Regions from separate parts of the Salmo salar genome. Here region 2 is linked to region 1. A link is a contact called in public Hi-C data. All regions are on one chromosome and are shown on one strand. The core of a region is the stretch at or near the end of the contact, and the rest is flanking DNA. Distances in the headings are between cores, read along the strand shown.

Region 1 (2,552 bases), core at 17-2,516:
CCTCTTGGTGTATTATAAGCTAGCCTCTGCTGTGTGATAGCATGTTTTGTTGTGACAGTCCAGTGAGAGGTGTAGCTAATCCCTGGCTGAAAGACGATCTGCTCAGTCTGGACAGCAGCAGCCTGGCAGGGTGGGCAGGTGGCCAGTGGCCCCGTAGAGGGAGACACAGCAGGTCTCTCTGTCTGTCCATGGTGGGTGGTGGGACAGGCGTGGGACAGAGAAGACAGAGTGTTTTTCTTCTTGATAGAACAAAGCAAGTTATATCATAGCACTACCAACCACCTGCACCTAGAATACATGCCTTTAAAGGGCAACTCCACCACTTTTCAACTTAATTTTCATCATCTCCAGCAAAATACCAGTGTGAACATATGTGAAAATGGCATATTCCTACGTTTTGTAGAAAAAAATGATAAAGTAAAAAAGTTCTACCCAATGACATCAAAAGTTAAAACATAAAAAAAAAAAAAGATTTTCAACACTGAGATTTGAGGTGATGTGGGGAGCAACAAAATACCCTCCCTTGGGCTAGAAACTCATTGCAGATGTAAAAAAAATCACAGCTTTTTTAATCCTACCCTGTGATGTTACAGTGAAGCATTTTTTAGGACCTTTCTTCTAATCTTTTTAATCATAGATCATAGAAACGCGCTGTTTTTACACATGTAGACACTGGTTTGGTGCTGGAGATGATGAATATGAGGTTGAAAAGTGGCAGAATTGCCCTTTAAGACTGGCTGAGGCTCATAACCACGGGAAGTAGGGGTACTGAGGGTGCTGCAGCACCCCCTGAAAGATAAGAATAAAAAAATCTGAACACCAAAAAATATATGTGTGGGCCTGTATTAGCGGACCGATATAGCCGTCTGTAGCACGGGCAAAACATGTATATTTGCCCACCCGGATAAATAAAATCGCAGCACCCCCACCTCCAAACATCTTCACGTGGCTATGCTGAGGCTTTAACTATCTTTTGAGACACACAGTGAGGAGTGAGTTTGTGTTGTTATTATACTGTATACAGCAGTAACCAGGGGATTGGTTTGTTTACGGCAGAGAACTGAGGCCAGACTTGACTAGAACCCAAACAAGGCAGCGTCCCTGGGCTTCCTGGAGCTCCGTTCCCTGAAATTCCAAGACACTTGCCGGAAATCCGACATGAGGCAACAGGCAACCCCCCCCCACCCCAAAAGGTGGGTGTAGAGTGTGAATGAGTCCACAGAGTGAGCAAGGCTATGGCTGCCAGACGAACTGAGTCAGCGCCGCATTCCAGTGGAGTCAACCATCCACTTTACCCCCACCACACACACACACACACTCCCACACAGACTCTTGCACACCCCTCTCCAACACACAGTCACACATACACCCACATGTTAACCATATAAACATACACTCCATACCTACATACAGAGTCAAGTACTTTGCCTACGCACTAGTGATGGGAAAATAAAATAAAAAAATCGATACAGTTACATATCTGGATATTATTTTGGATGAAGTATAGATTTTACAATATCGCAATATTATTTTTGCGCTAGTTAGCTGTACCTGCACCAAAGCTCCAGTATTTTTCCTTTATAGCTTATTTTACATCTTCTTTTTAAATAGGGAGCCAATTTATTTTCATCACTTTTATTTCCATGACTGATTAAAACTTGTTTTCTAATGTCTCTCTCTTGTCCCTCTGCAGCAGACATATTGTGAGCAATGTTTGGAACATCGAGTCGCAATAAAATCACAGTATTGATTTTGTAGAATTGTGAGAATCGTGAAAATCGCAACACATATTGTATCGGCACAAAGGTATTGTGATAATATAGTATTGTGAAGTCCCTGGCAATTCCCAGGCCTACTACGCACGTCAACAATCAATGTTATTCTCACCATACACTCCACATTTACATCTGTAAAACACACAAACTAAAACCTGCTTGTAAATCAAATACAATATTGCACATTTTCTCCCTTTACAAGCACCAACAACCACATAAAGTAAAAGCAAGCTCTTTCACACAAGCATAACATCTCTTTGTATTTTAATACTCTCACACACACACAGACACGGGTCAATCTTCATATTTGTCTCATTGCTCATCATTGAAGGACCACAGTAATGTAGCCCTCACATAGGGCTGTGGTGGTTTAGCATCTCCTGGCTTCCACACATAGCCTACAAACAAACCTTTGGAACATCTACATTTTAAAAAGTCTAATAAATCCATGTAATATAGCCTACACCATCACAATAAATCACTTATTTATTTTAGACAGGTCTAAAGAAACATGATATGACGAAAATGTAGTCTATTTCAGAAGAACAGAATAGCATAGGCTATTCTGAGTTGTCCTTATAAACAATGCCATTTTTGGGAAAATTGGCAAAGGGTAAGGTCTACAAAACTTTGTCCACTCTGTTCGCAACAGATTTTCGTTTTGGGAACTGTATTGAGGTCAAATGTTTCATCGATGAGAACATTTTCAGAATGTCGGACAAAATCTATCTCGTTCCATCTTCTCCCACTGCCGGCCACTGAGCTTCCTTTCACTAC
Region 2 (2,552 bases), core at 18-2,517, 39 kb before region 1:
GAAAAACATAGAGGTTCACACCCCACTTACGACATCCATGCAGCGGTTTCCCGAGCAACCATACCCGCTCTACCTGTGCTGCAAGCAAACAGTGCACACACTCCCTTGCTTTACAGGATTGATTGTTCGAGTTTACAAGTGGCTCACTCCATAATATAAGTTTTTTCCAATCTCAAGTAACTGATGAAATAAGGATCCATCACTTCTTGACTCTTGACATCGTCAGTAAGTCAGGGACCTCACGATACAATATTATCATGATACTTAGCTGACGATACGATAGGTATAGCGATTCTATAGGTTTCGTGATTCTGTATAAATGCTATTCCATACTGTGATTTTATTGCGATTCGATGTTCCAAACCTATTGCTCACTATATGTCTGCTGCACATGGACAAGAGAGAGCCATGAGAAAACGAGTTTTGATCCGTCACGGAAATAAATGCTGAAAACATATTGGCTCCAGATTTTAAAAGAAGATGGAGAACAGGCTAAAGAAAAAAACAGCAGTTTTGGTGCAGGTACAGCTGACTAGCGCAAAAATAACAGTAATATCGTTAAAAATAATATTGCGATATATATCGTCAAAAATAATATACCGATATGTAACTATCAACTTTTCACCCCAAATCAATACAGTTATATCGGTATTGTATTCACATTTACATGACATGGGTCCTACACTTAATTCTAGTATGTGACAGTGATTTGTCTCTATAACGAACCAAATAGCTGTCACATACTGGAATTAAAAGTGCAGGCCTAATTTTAGCTATACAGGGAGAACAAGTTGTTCCAACCTTGAATAGATTAACATATTGTATAGTAGTGTATTGTTTAGTATGAAAAGGCATAGCAGTATAATAAAGATATTATAACGGCAATGTATGATACAATGTCCCGGCTGAGATATAAGAGATTGCATCAATCACTGCTGCCGTCATCAACACACGCACACACACAAATAAATAAATAAATAAATACACATGTCACTGCAAACCATGATGTTTTAACAGCTCACCTGACAACCTCACAGTTTTCCCTCAGCTGTTACTTAGAAACGTTAAGAATCCTCTTTTGGCGACAGTTCTACTTCCCGTGTTTTGCTGTAGACGTTAGTATAGCCCAATTTACAAGCTTCAGTCTGCTATTGTACTGAGCAGAAATAAAGGACAACGCATTTGGTACAGTAACTATTATTTCTGTTCTGAGAGACTACTCAATAAATACTATTGTTGTGAGTGATGTTCTTTTAAGCTCCACCACGCTACAAGAATATACTCTGGCTCCGCCTTTCACTCAACTCTTAAAGACATAGCTTCCATTTAGCGGCCTGCACACACAACACCTGCACAGTCGACTATTGGTGAATATTTTATGCTTTCACTTTACATGAATAATGTATATGCATACCTAAAATTATTTATGCGGCTATATGTGTTTTGCAGGATTCACTAAGAATAACACATTTACAGATATTTTGTGTAATTAACAGTTGGTACACAATGGTTAAAATTGTGTGATTGCAATTCAGTTAAGAACAAATTCTTATTTTCAATGACGGCCTAGGAACAGTGGGTTAACTGCCTTGTTCAGGGGCAGATTTTCACCTTGTCAGCTCAGGGAGTCGATCTTGCAACCTTTCGGTTAACTAGTCCAACACTCTAACCACTAGGCTACCTGCCACCTCTTTACAGTACAGTAGGTTACAGTGGCCTTCAAACTCAACTCTGAACCTCAGAGTCAGTTCCAGTGCATTGTGTCATTGTTCCCCTCTAATCAGGGACTGAATTAGACCTGGGACGCCAGGGGGGTGCAATTAATGATCAGGTAGAACAGAAAACCAGCAGGCTCCAGACCTCATAGGGTAAGAGTTGAAAATCCCTGGGCTACACTATCGTCTGACATAACAAAAGTCAGTTGTATCTACAGTCCTTGAGTGTTGCACATTTTATTGTGTGTTGCAGTATTTTAGGTTTTACAGATTATGCTGGGAGTAAGTGTTTAGAGTGCTTATCAATACAAATAAATACAGCACAAATTGTGGCCTTTGCAGACCGTACTCTTACACTCTTGTATTAGTTGGACTGGAGAGAGGGGAATACATATTGTACGGTAAGGTGGCTAAATTGCATTTTGCATTACAGCATGAAGATAAAGATCATTTTTGTTAGCAACTCAGGTAGGGATTTAATGAGCTGTTCTGTGCTCATGGCTTTGTGTGACGCCACACTGGCTGATCCCTGGCAGTCCCTGGGCAGACAGAGGTTGTTTGAGGACCCAGACTGAATCTTAACCTGTCTGAACACAACTGCATAGCACAGAGAATACAACACACACATACACATACCTCTGTCAGTCTTATTCTGGATGTACCATTGACTCTATCAACACTCTGTTTGTAGCTGTGCTTTATCGTTTCCAGCTAGACTCAGTGGAACAAAGACAAAATGAATGTAAAACGCTCACACAGAAAGCTGAGCGGAGACAGAGAGAAGTAGAGAGGAGGCGTAGGTTTAGGTAATACGGATGTCTCCTGTGGAGATAAGGA

The links. A called contact is a pair of places that touch in the nucleus more often than the background predicts.
Region 2: a contact with region 1 is called in a Hi-C map of muscle, with 2.5 times the contacts expected there. The contact joins the promoter of LOC106565918 here to the enhancer-like site in region 1. A contact is called at or near these places in 2 of 3 Hi-C or Micro-C datasets (gill and muscle).

The regions. Positions count from the first base shown.
Region 1 is chrssa12:70,332,100-70,334,651 of Ssal_v3.1, reverse strand. No RefSeq gene overlaps it. Among protein-coding and RNA genes, the nearest start is that of LOC106565959, 21 kb to the right of the region's middle. Within about 2 kb of position 1,266, at least 3 of the 13 cell types and tissues checked have an H3K27ac peak or open chromatin away from gene starts, as enhancers often do. A contact at or near this core is called in muscle, where this site is marked.
Region 2 is chrssa12:70,370,947-70,373,498 of Ssal_v3.1, reverse strand. It overlaps LOC106565918 (ERBB receptor feedback inhibitor 1), which reads right to left and starts at 1,267. Exons shown (of 4, transcript XM_014133616.2): 1 at 1,023-1,267.